Linked DNA regions of Mus musculus: all the other regions are linked to region 2. The links are chromatin contacts, called in public promoter capture Hi-C maps. All regions are on one chromosome and are shown on one strand. The core of a region is the stretch at or near the end of the contact, and the rest is flanking DNA. Distances in the headings are between cores, read along the strand shown.

The links. Promoter capture Hi-C pulls out the DNA fragments that hold promoters and counts their contacts. Capture Hi-C pulls out chosen DNA fragments and counts their contacts.
Region 1: a contact with region 2 is called in a promoter capture Hi-C map of liver, with 5 times the contacts expected there. The contact joins the promoter of Med22 here to the promoter of Med27 in region 2. A contact is called at or near these places in 2 of 39 promoter capture datasets (liver and pre-B cells).
Region 3: a contact with region 2 is called in a promoter capture Hi-C map of liver, with 2.5 times the contacts expected there. The contact joins the promoter of Fubp3 here to the promoter of Med27 in region 2. A contact is called at or near these places in 2 of 39 promoter capture datasets (liver and pre-B cells) and 1 of 9 other capture datasets (liver).

What each region holds. Positions count from the first base shown.
Region 1 is chr2:26,909,035-26,913,279 of GRCm38.p6, forward strand. It overlaps Med22 (mediator complex subunit 22), which reads right to left and starts at 1,608. Exons shown (of 4, transcript NM_001033908.1): 1 at 1,259-1,608; 2 at 1-39. The coding sequence starts at 1,381. Rpl7a (ribosomal protein L7A) reads left to right here and starts at 1,773. Exons shown (of 8, transcript NM_013721.3): 1 at 1,773-1,796; 2 at 1,972-2,092; 3 at 2,388-2,537; 4 at 2,985-3,125; 5 at 3,332-3,411; 6 at 3,637-3,767; 7 at 3,954-4,023; 8 at 4,131-4,245. The coding sequence starts at 1,794. The coding sequence ends at 4,235. Gm23969 (a small nucleolar RNA gene) reads left to right here and starts at 2,227; the gene lies at 2,227-2,300. LOC115489587 (a small nucleolar RNA gene) reads left to right here and starts at 3,184; the gene lies at 3,184-3,257. It also overlaps LOC115489586 and LOC115489588.
Region 2 is chr2:29,344,022-29,348,130 of GRCm38.p6, forward strand. Med27 (mediator complex subunit 27) reads left to right here and starts at 2,789. Exons shown (of 8, transcript NM_026896.5): 1 at 2,789-3,026. The coding sequence starts at 2,824.
Region 3 is chr2:31,570,622-31,574,705 of GRCm38.p6, forward strand. Fubp3 (far upstream element (FUSE) binding protein 3) reads left to right here and starts at 2,030. Exons shown (of 18, transcript NM_001033389.4): 1 at 2,030-2,332. The coding sequence starts at 2,249.

The sequences.
Region 1 (4,245 bases), core at 358-2,857, 2.4 Mb before region 2:
GCCCTGAGTAGCCCGAGACACCTGCGTCTCATCCTCAATCTGAGGGCAAATAAGAAAAGCCTAGAATCAACACAGGGAGCAGCCACCTGGCTTAGCTGCCACCGCCGCCGCCGCCGCCGCCACCCGCCTTCATGTCTTTACCATAGCCTGTCAGGCCTTCCCGCAGATCCAGAGCCTACTTCCTGTCTAGACAACTGGCAATGTCTCCAACCCCTTCTTGTTCTCTGGGTGACGATAGGTTACTTCATGTCAAAAGGACACTGCCCAGTCTTTGTGACAGTTTATAAGAAATAAAGGGCTAGAGAGATGGTACATTCAGTTCGATTCCCAGCAACCACAAGGTGGGTCACAACCAGCTGCCATAGGATCTGATGCCCTCCCTCTTCTGTCTGATGTTCTCTTCTGTCTTGCAGGTATAGATGCAAATAGAGTCCTCATATACATTAAATAAATCAATCTTTTAAAAAGACATTGACTTATTTAATGTATATGAGTTCACTGTTGCTGTCTTCAGACACACCAGAAGAGGGCATCAGATCTCATTACAGATGGTTGTGAGCCACCATGTGGTTGTTGGGAATTGAGCTCAGGACCTCTAGAAGGGCAGTCAGTACTCTTAACTGAGCCATTTCTCCAGTCCTTAAATAAATAAATCTTAAAAAGAAAGAAAAGATGTTCAATAAAGGATTAAAAAGACAAACTTTCTGATCTCTGAGTTTAAGCTTACAGGTGGACCAGCTGGAGCCTAACACAGACCTCAGTGGGCTTGAGGCTTCTCAGAAATTATTTAAATAGAACAGCATTTCTCAACCTGTGGATTGCCTTTCACAGGGGCTGCCTAAGACCATCGGAAAACACTGGCATTTACGACTCAAAGGGTAACAACAGTTCTGTAGTTGCAACAAAAATAATTTTATGGCTGGAGGTCACCACAACATGAGGGTTGTGGTGTTTAAGGGTTAAACTCACCAGTCATCACAAGAATCTATGGCAAGGGTAAACCTCAGCCCAGGTGGCTAGTGCTCAGTAACTAACGTAGAGCCCTGGCAAACGGGCCAGAGTTCTCCTCTCTGCTCTGTGCTTGTCACTATTTGGCTCTTCTATTTATCTGCTGTCCCATTACTTTTAACGCCTCTTCACTCCTACCCGCACCGGTCAGGTGAGTCACATTCCCTCTGCTTTCCTCACCCCTGTACCCAGGCCCCAGGGAAAACCAGTCCCAGCCTTCTCCAATGGCTTCGGAACAGCTACCACACACCTTGGCGGTCTTGATGATCTCGGTGAAGTTGTCCATGATGGACTTGATGTCGTCTTTGAGCCGCTTGTTGTATGACTGCAGCAGCGTCTCCTTGCTCTGGGGAAGGGCTCTCTGCTGGGCCATGGCGGGCCCTGGACGAGAACCAGTCTGGTCCGGCCCGAACCGAGTACTGAGGGCTGGGGACCGGGATTTCCGATACAACAGCTCCGTCCACGAACACACGCCCGGCAGCAGGCCCTTACGGCGAGGGAACAAAGCACCCGCACGCTCCTTCCCGCGGCTTCCGTTCACTCCTGGCGCCTCCCGCCGCCTCTCGGAGCCTGCGGTCCGGTGCCAGGGCCCGCCCGCCTGGACGAACGCGCAGCCGCGGCCCGACACGCCCCCGCTCAGGCTCCGCCCCTCTGTCAGAGTCCGAAGTGGGTCCTTGTCGCTTTAAATCCGAAATCCCGCGAGGGCGCCTGCTCTCGCGATATCTGCGGCCACTTACTTATCCCCCACAATTCCCTCTTCTTTCTTTCTCCAGCAGCCGAGCAAGATGGTGAGTGTCTCTGGGCCCCCGCGCTATCCGCCTCCATCCGCCGCCCGTCGCCCGTCAGCGGCGTTCTCCGCCGTCCCTGTCTCCTCGGGGTCCCTCGCGGAAAGGGAGCCACAGCGACCGACTCACAGGCAATGACTCCGCTGCCCGATGGCACGGGTTTCTCTCTTCCGTACAGCCCAAAGGGAAGAAGGCCAAGGGGAAGAAGGTGGCCCCGGCCCCCGCCGTCGTCAAGAAGCAGGAGGCCAAGAAGGTGGTCAACCCTCTGTTCGAGAAGAGGCCCAAGAACTTCGGCATTGGTAAGGAGTGGCGTCGGCGTGTCACAAGGGCAAGGCGCCTTGACGGGCAATGGACTGAATGAGAGCCGGGCACCGTCCCGAGCAGCCGCCACTGCGCATGCTCGGCTGGTGTGAGAAGGGGAATGGTGGTCGTGTGCAGATGATGTGACAGAATATTTGCTATCAGATGAGTGGTGATGACACTAGAACCACCAAGATCGCTGATGCACCGACGCCCTCCTGCCCTGGGTACTGCCTCGGCTGCAGGCCGGCCCGAGGAGAGGCCTCGGTCACAGTGTCCCTCTTAACTTCCCAGGACAGGACATCCAGCCCAAAAGAGATTTAACGCGCTTCGTCAAATGGCCCCGCTACATCAGACTGCAGCGGCAAAGAGCTATCCTCTACAAGCGGCTCAAAGTCCCTCCTGCCATTAACCAGTTCACCCAGGCCCTGGACAGGCAGACAGGTGAGGTTCCGGGCCCCAGAGCCAGAAACTGGCCCCGAGTTTGCCCTTACTGCAGTGCATGGCCACACTAATACAGCTATGAAGAGAGAGGTGGAAGGGGGTCCCCAGTCCCTCCACCTGGAATGGGCGGGATTTGGTGAGGAAGCAGTTGAGGAAGGATCCCCGTGTTGACCTCCTGCCGTCTCATCAGTGTACCACAATAGGGTGGTTTTGTTGGGGGATCAGGGTCTCTAGTTGTGGAGCTCAGCATTGCTGCCTGTTTCATGAGTGCTGGTATTAATGGCATGAGCCACAGCCATTCAGGGCTAGGAGGTCAGACACAACTTTTCAATGCCAGGTTAAGTGACAGGTTAGAATTGGGCCTGGGCGTGAGATTGCTGGCCAAGTAATAGCCCCAGCGCCTTTAAAGGGATTCAGGCTTAGAGTCCAATTGAATGTGTTTTCCAGCTACTCAGCTGCTTAAGCTTGCCCACAAGTACAGGCCAGAGACAAAGCAAGAGAAGAAGCAAAGGCTACTGGCCCGTGCTGAGAAGAAAGCTGCTGGCAAAGGCGACGTCCCAACTAAGAGACCACCTGTCCTCCGAGCAGGTCAGTGCTTCCCTGCCCGTCCCCCCCACCCCCCAAAGGGAGGATGGTAAGGCAGGCTGTGCAGTGATGTGTGAATTTCTTCACCTGAAAATATTGTGAAGAGTAAATCGAGCTTTTTAACCCTGAGTCGCAGCTTAGTGGAGCTGCATTTTTGTGACTGCAGCAGCCGGAGCACACAGGCAAAGTGGTTGTGTTGTATGTTCCAGGAGTCAATACAGTCACCACCTTGGTGGAGAACAAGAAGGCTCAGCTGGTGGTGATTGCCCATGACGTAGACCCCATTGAGGTAGGTGTGAGGTTCTGTGTGGCTTCTGGAAGGTTGGGATCTCTTGCTGGGTTTGAAGAGCTGGGGAAAAGATTGGTGTGGCTCTTGCAATGATGTCAATCTTTGACTGAAGTGACCTTGAAGTGCAATTACTGAGCTTTTTAACCCTGAGCAATTGCCACAAAGTATCTGTGCAGCTAGCTGTTGCTTCTGCCAAAACAACCTACAGCTCATGTTTGCTTCTAGCTGGTGGTTTTCCTACCTGCTCTGTGTCGAAAGATGGGGGTGCCCTACTGCATCATCAAGGGAAAGGCCAGGCTGGGGCACCTGGTCCACAGGAAGACATGCACCACCGTTGCCTTCACACAGGTTAACTCGTGAGTATTTATGCGCCCACACCTTACCCTCACAGCTTTGGACCATTTGCCAGTGATGCTTAGGAATTTCTTCACCTGAATCAACTATGTGGTCACACTGTTGTCTGAGGCAAAAAGGCAGGGAGGGAAGGGTTTATTACTCCTGCTTCTTAAACAGTAACGAGACCTTCCTCATTGCCTTTCCAGGGAAGACAAGGGTGCTCTGGCTAAGCTGGTGGAAGCTATTAGGACCAATTATAATGACAGATATGACGAGGTGAGTATATAGGCCACAGGCTTAATTTTGATTGATACATAAAATATTGGTCTATGCCTTAAAGTGTAAGGGGGACAGGCTAACGACTACTGCTTCTGTCATTTCAGATCCGTCGCCACTGGGGAGGCAACGTCCTGGGTCCTAAGTCTGTGGCTCGAATTGCCAAGCTGGAAAAAGCAAAGGCTAAAGAACTCGCCACTAAATTGGGTTAAATGTACACTA
Region 2 (4,109 bases), core at 1,539-4,038:
CCAGATTTGGGAAATATTTTGTTTACACCCCAAACTCTCTTCTTTCTACAGTGTCTATGCTAGAAGTCTTTTCTTTAGATGTGTGAACTTTACTGGAAACCAGCCCCTGGAAGCTACAATTTCACATTCTCACCATTCGATTTTGACTGCTTCTATACTTCATAAAAACAGAATCTTAGGATATTTGTCTTTTTGTGTGTGACAGTTTTGCTTCCTATAGTTTTTTGTTCCAGTTTCATCTGTGAAATTGTCACTGGCAAATGTGTGCCGTCCCTCTTCATTTTATTTTATTTGTACGGGTATTTTGCTTACAAGCACACTTGTACACCACGTGTGTGCTGTGATCTTGAAGGCCAGAGTAGGGCAAGAGATCCCTTTGGACTGCAATTACAGCTGATTGTGAGCTGCCATGTGGATTCTGGGAACCAAACCCACACCCTCTATAAGAGCTGCCAGTGCACTTAGTCACTAAGCCTCTGCCCAGCCCCCAAACATGTCTTTTTTTTTTCTTTTGGTATAGCACCCATGCTGCACCTATGCTGACTTTTAAGTCCTAGACTTCTGATTTACTCTCAAGTTCTGGGGTTACAGGTCTTTATCATCACGCCTAAACAATAAAATGATTCATGAATCTGCAGATGTTATTAGGATGTTATCTGATTGGCATGTGTCAGAATTTCCCTCTTAGGAAAAAAGGTAATGTTAAACCTGAGAATCTAGAGGAGAAAAGACCAAATCCACTGTTGTCCAACTAAAGTAATCTATTTGGGGGTGAATCTAGAGTGGCTAGCCAGCTGACTCACCCCAAGTCAGGATTTGGGAGAGCAGCCTGTAGTGGCTATTCCTGGTTGTCAACTTGACTATATTTGGAATGAACTACAATCCAGAATTGGAAAGGCTCACCAGTGACCCTTATCTGGAGGCTTGGAGATCCTTATCTGGATCTTGGTATGGAGATCTTGAGCCATAGTGGCTATGGATTCCAGAAGATTGAATCTTGGAGTTTAAGGAACACACCTTTAATCTGGGCTACACCTTCTGCTGGAGACAATATAAGGACATTGGAAGAAGGGAGTCTAGCTCTAGCTCTTGCTCCTTCGCCTGCTTGCTGTGTGAGACTGAGTAACTGCTAGATCCTTGGACTTCCATTCACAGCTGCGACTGAACAATTGTTGGGAATTGGGCTGCCGACTGTAAGTCATCAATAAATTCCTTCACTATCTAGAGACTGTCCATAAGTTCTGTGACTCTAGAGAACCCTGACTAATACACAGCCCCTTGAGGTCCTTTTTATAGGAGAGTGCTCACACAGACGACTGTTAGAAAGATGCAATGAAAGGGAGGAACAAGGGGAGGGATGCTCATCTAGTGAATGTGGTCACGAGTTTAGTGTAGAGGTTGAAAACGTGTTTTGCAGCTTACCTAAAGAACAAGAACTTGGCAGGGCAGTGGTGGCACACGCCTTTAATCCCAGCACTTGGGAGGCAGAGGCAGGTGGATTTCTGAGTTCAAGGCCAGCCTGGTCTACAGAGTGAGTTCCAGGGCAGTCAGGGCTACACAGAGGAACCCTGTCTCGAAAAACCAAACAAAAACAAACCAAACAAAAAGAACAAGAACTTATTCTTTTTTTTTTCTTTTAAGATTTATTTTTATTTTATGTATGTGAGTACACTGTAGCTGACTTCAGATGCACCAGAAGAGGGCATCTGATCCCACTGCAGATGGTTGTGAGCCACCATGTGGTTGCTGGGAATTGAACTTAGGACCTCTGAAAGAGCAGTCAGTGCTCTTAATCGTTGAGCCATCTCTCTAGTCCCAGGAACTTATTCTTAATTACAAATAAAAACCCTAACTTGCAAGGACTTAACATGAGGCAAATAGAACTTATTCTTTAATTACAAACAGAAACTTTAGCCTGCACAGGACAGAGGAACTTATTCTTAACTGTCTTAACTGCAAACAGATCCCCTAAGCTGCAAGGTCTATTTTCCCTGTTTTGATCTTCCATTAACTTGAAAGGTATATTGTCCATTTTGATGTCACAGTATATATCAATTTGTATCATATATAATCACATTTTGCTTATTTGCTTATACGTTGGTAGATATCTGGCTCCTTTCACACTTGACTATAGTGAATGAGGTTGCGGTGGATATGGAAGTACAAACATCTCATTTAGACACTGCTTTCAATTCTTTTGGACACATACCATAATTTCTATTATTATTATTATTGTTAATTTACTTTTTGGACACAGGTCCTCATGTAGCCCAAATGTTTTCTATTTCCTTTTAAGTTTCATAAAGAAAAACGTTTTGAAACTATATAGAATACCTTGCTGTTTCGAAAAAACATCAATTGATTCATACCTTAACCAATTATTTAGGCTGCCAAGTGGCAGTTTTCTTGTATCACTCTGCCTTCATTTATGTGTTGGCATTTTACTACAGGTAAGAGAGTTCTTCCCCTTTATTTATGAATATGGACTCATTCATGTACTCTGGGGACATTTTATTGTTTTGAGAAATTCCTATGTGACTGTTCAAATTTTGGAGATACACAGTGGGCTTCTGCATTTCTTTGTCATTCACTATTAAGCAAAAGGAGAGGACAAAATGACTTCCCTAGATGGAGATCATAACTTGTGGTCAACTCTCTCATTCAGTCAGACTGGCGCTGTTTTTCCAAGTTCGCTAGAGCTTCCTGGATGGGAGCCACGTCGCAAACTACACATCCCAATACCCTCCTAGGACAACGTCATCACGAAGCGCCGCGCGCCGCTCAGGCTGTGGACTCTGGAAAGCCGGCTGTGACAGCTGCAACATGGCGGACGTGCTGAGCGTTGGTGTGAACCTGGAGGCCTTTTCGCAGGCTATTAGCGCCATCCAGGCGCTACGCTCTAGCGTGAGTAGGGTCTTCGACTGCCTTAAGGATGGCATGCGCAACAAAGAGACGCTGGAGGGCCGCGAGAAGGCCTTCATCGCGAACTTCCAGGACAACTTGCATTCCGTCAACCGGGACCTCAAGTAGGTACTGGCTGAAAGGATCGGGGTTGAGGACCCTTCTGGCACCTGTCCCGCCCGGATCCCGCGCCAGTCTGCCCAGTCACGGGCCTCTCTCCTTTATTCACAGTCCGCTGTCACTTTCGCTCATCTCCCGGTCCTAGTCAGCCTCTCAGGGACTCCTTGTCTCCCGTCCCGTTACCTAGTATTCATTCTGTTGGCCATTTCGTCCTGGTTGTCATCTGTGGTCCTCGGTTCCCGCTGTAGTGGTCCTATCTGATGAGGAAACCTCTTCTCAGGAACTTCCACCTCGTCGATCTTATCAGACCTTTTCCTTGGGCTCCATCACATCGGGCCAGTCTCCCCATCAACACTGTCCCAGGCCCAATTACGTACCTCTCGATCCGATGAGCTCCAGTTCCCATCCTCAGAGCCTAGAATTCATCAGTTCCACCTCACCTCATTCTCAGACTACCTCCGTTACCTTTGCCTCTTTCCATTTCCCCTCCGAAGCCACCTGCTCCTCACTGCCAGTCACCATCATTCCTTTTGTTTAGCTCTTTTCTCGAGAGATACAGTCTTACATCTATTAGGATGTTTAAGAGGAAGAATTTATTTAGGTTCAGTTTCAGAGGACTCAGTTCACTACAACGGGAAAGGAATGTTTGAGCAGGTTAACCCCTAATAATTGGGGATTACATATTTCCCTCACGGGACTCCTTTTACATCATTAGTGTATTAAGAGTTTGCTGAGAAGACATTACTCAGATGCCATGCATAGAAGGCACTTTGGATTTTGAGACAGGGATTCTCAGGGTAACAGTCTTGGTTGTCCTGGAATTCAATTTGTAGACCAGGATGGCCTCAAACTCACAAGAGATCCTCCTGCCTCTGCCTCTCTGGATTAATCTGCTGGGATTAAAGGTGTGTGCCACCACACACAGTTTAGTAGGCATGTCTTCTGTGCCTGAACTTGTGTTTTCTTCCTGTCTTAGAAATTAGAATGGAAGGACTTGAGGTCTCCCCCCCCCCCCCAGACAGGGTTTCTCTGTATAGCCCTGGCTGTCCTGGAACTCACTCTGTAGACCAGGCTGGCCTCAAACTCAG
Region 3 (4,084 bases), core at 780-3,279, 2.2 Mb after region 2:
ACCAATAGCAGCAAGATCTCTTAGTGGCTGAGCCATCTCCCCTAGCTCCAGAACCATGTGGTTTCTGGAGACAGACCTCACATCTGTGCAGCAAGAGCTTCCTTTCCTGCCTGAGCTGTCTCTCCATTCGGAAGAGTCGTCTGCTGGTCTCTGAGGCAAAGCTACTCACAACCAGTATGTATGCAGTTTGTTTGGGTTTTAGCTGTCTTGAGACAGGTTCTACCACAGGCTAACCCTTATTGTATAGCTCAGAGTGACCTCACCTTCTTATCCTCCCACCGAGTCTCTGCTGTCAGTCCTTTGTTCCAGCCAATCCTAGCTAGGCATTTATTTCCTGAGTTTGAATCACATTTGAGTGAGTATGCATTGCCAAAGTTATCTATTCAAAAGGGCAGAAGGAGTTCCAGGACAGCCAGGGCTATACAGAGAAACCCTGTCTCGAACACCCCCCCTTCCAAAAAAAAAAAAAAAAAAAAAAGGGCAGAAGGGAAAAACAAAAACTCTGTGCTACTTGTGCTTTCTTGAAAGCTTTAAATTATCCTCAATGTTTTAGTAAACAAATTAGACTGGGCTCCTGCCTGTAGGCCACTTGGGTGGTGGCAGCAACATTTCTGCACTCACTGTCTAAGATGCTTCCCCTGTCCTCATTGGACAAAATTCTTTACGTATTCATTGAACAGATACCAAGCGCCAACCAAATCAACAGGGGGTTTGTAATAAGTGTTAGATAAAGAGACCCTGGATAGAAGAACATCCCATTTCTACTCATCAGGGCCAGCCAGTTGGGAGTATGGAAGAGTGGACAGTGTTTCCTCAGAGGTTGGTAGGACAAACGTCAAGTAGGGCCAAGTCTGTCCTGAAGATTGAAACTCTGTGTTTGCTAAACTCAAGCATAGATGAAGTGAAAACTCTCCACCATCCAGAGTGCCAGCTTGGTCTCCCCTACGGGTTTGGAAATGATCTGTCTAAAGTGATCAACCTGTGCAGTTTGGCCAGCTTCTTTGATTTTGCCATAATCTAGGAATCATTCAGAGTCAGCGATATTCAACTTAGAATTAGTTTCCTAAGCATCTGCTATGTGCCAAACTCTAGGAATCCAAGAAAAAAAAAAAACGAGAGCCTCAGGGTTGATGAGGTGGCTCCGCGGTGTGGGTGTTTGCTGCCAGACCTGATAACCTGTTTGATTCCCGGGACCCATATGGTGGAAGTATATAACCAACTCTAGGGAGTTGTCCTCTGACTTTCACATGTATGTGGTGACACATTCTACACGCACACACTGAAACGAAGAATGGAAGGAAAGAATAGTAAATTGAGTTTCAAGTAGCTAGCTGCGGGTGACCTAGAACATGACCTTGAACTCCTGAACTTCCGTACAAACCCACTGCCCATACATATTGGCACAGTGGGGTGTAACTTTTTGTTCTGACGGAGGCAGGGGGTTCTGAAGTGAGACTCCCCCCTTTTCCTTCCCCTCAAGCATTCAAACATTCCTAAAGATCTCTTGCCTCAGCAGGCCCGGAAGCAATGATGGTCCCACGGTATTTCCTGTTACCCGGGTGAAAGAATGTGAAAGAGGACACCAGGCTTCTTTTGAGCAGTGTCATCAAACCGATCCTTGGCAAACTGATGGCCCATTCTGGAGCCTGGGACTCCCTGCAGCAAAGGCGGAGCCCTGCCGTACTAAGGGTCCTAGTACCAAGTAAGGTGCTCAATCTCAGTCAATGCAGCACACCACGACCCCACTTCGAGAGGGAGGGGGCTGCCAGTGCACCTCGACGGCTTGGGTAAGGTGTTGGAAGAGCCAAGTCCAAGTTTCTCCTCCGTCAGGTGGCAAAACCACACAGCGGGGGACTATAAGGCCGCACCTGCGCCGCGGTGGCGGTCCCACGCTTGCTAAAGGCCTGGGGCCCACGCCTTTGGAGGGCGGGGTCGCAACCTGGTCTTTTTGACGGACATCTGCCTGTGCCCAGGGCAGGCCCCCCTCGCGCCACGGCCACGCCCCCACTTCCGGCCGGACAGCGGTCACGTGCTTTGAGACCCCGCCTCACAGACGCTGCTTTCCCCCAACCTATCTCTCTCTCTCTCTCTCTCTCTCTCTCTGTCTCCCTCTGAGCTAGCAGTGCCTTCCCTTCGCTTCCCTTCCGCCGGAAGTGGGGCGACTTTCCCTTTCCGGCTACGGGTCCCGGAGCGGAGTGGGAGGCCGGACCGGGGGAGCCGAGCGACGGCGGTGGCGGTGGGCTTGGCTATGGCGGAGCTGGTGCAGGGGCAGAGCGCTCCGGTGGGCATGAAGGCTGAGGGCTTTGTGGATGCCCTGCACCGGGTCCGGCAGGTACGGGCGCGGGAGGCCGGGGGCGGGAGGCCGCTGCGCCGACGCCTCCGGTGGGCGCCTAGGGCCGCGAGTCGCGGGAGGCCCGGGCGGTTCCCTCGGGAGCTCCGGGGCCAGAGGAAGCTTTTGCCAAGCGCTCCTGGCGCCCGCGCGCCCGACTGCACCCAGCGGCCTGCTCTCCATGATTCAGATCCCAGCAGGTCCTGGTTGTAGACCCCAGGCATCCATCTCACGCCCTGGACGTGGCTTCTGCAGCTTTGGGAAACCTCGCCTTCCACTTAATGCATTTCAAGCATATTGGAAGAAATTCGAGGATATTTTATATTTGAAATTCTCTATTTTGCAGAGAGAAGGGGAGGTGTTAAGTGGGTGGTCCTCGAGAGTTCCTTCTGGCGATTAGTCTTAACTCTACTGGGAAGAGTGTGGGATGGACTCGTTCGGACCGTGAAACTACCATCTGGCAATATTGTGCGTTTTGTCAGTGAAACTGGCTTTTTAGAGGACTTAGGCTTCTCTGAATGAATATGGGACCTCTCTGGCTCCTGGCATGGTGCCTAGTACAAAATTGTCCTTGTATTTTGCCTGAAACTTAGTGACAAGTTACCCCGACGCTCAAACTTTCCTCTATCCAGTGATGTTTATCTTCTCTGACTTTGTCAACTCTCTGGTTCTTTGAAAGTCGGGCTGTGTAACTAATGACGGTTTGGTTCCTAGTAGAATACCTGCCACAGGACTCATTGTTGGGAGAGTTTGACCGGTCACGTGAAAATGGGGTCTTTTCATCACTTTCCAGTAGTCCTTCGAGGAAACCCTACCTGTCTCCCCTATACTTTGCATATTAATACTGATGGTTCTGTAGACATTGTTTTATAACCTACCACAAATGTTGGACTCACCCAAAAGTTTCTCTGGTGGGTTGTTACTGCCTAGTTGGAGCAGTGAGTATCCAATAGTGTGATGATACTTCAGTTACTCCATGATTGTAATGGATGACCTTGCGCCCAGCTCCGCATCCACCGCTCTGCTCATGGGCATGGTTTTCCTTTGCTGGACAAGACCCTGAACCCTGTTTTTCACTAGTTGGTAAGATGTACTGGATCTCTCTCAATGCTAGAGTGTCAGAGCCATCTTGTTGGCTTTCTTCGACCACTAACAATTACAGTCGCTGCTTTAGGAAGCTCAGGGCCTCCTTAGTTGAATGTAAAATAAATTTGTTTTTTTGTTTTTGTTTTTGTTTGTTTGTTTTGTTTTTTTTTTCTTCCGAGAAGGTCTTTCTATGCAGTCCTGGCCGTTCTGGAATTCACTCTGTAGACCAGGCTGGCCTCAGACTCGGACATCTGTTTCTGCCTCCTGAGTATTGGGGGGTTGGAGGCTTTTTGCACTGCTACCCAGCTTATGAGAATTATTTATTTATTTTCCAAGCAGAGTTTATTTTTGTAACCCTCGCTGTCTTGGAGCTAGCTCTGTAGATCAGGCTAACCTTGAACTCTCAGGGATCCACCTGCCTCTGCCTGCCTCTGCCATCCTAGTGAAGTTTTAAGGATTGCTGAGACTTGCTTGGGGAGGTGGGGGTGGAGATACCTTCTGTTAAATCTGCCCTAACTTGGAGTGAGGAAAAGGAAATATTCCTTTGGGTTTCTTTTTGTTTGTTTTTGTTTTTTCTCTGTGTAACCCTGGCTGTCCTGGAACTCACTCTGTAGACCAGGCTGGCCTTGAACTCAGAAATCCGCCTGCCTCTGCCTCCCGAGTGCTGGG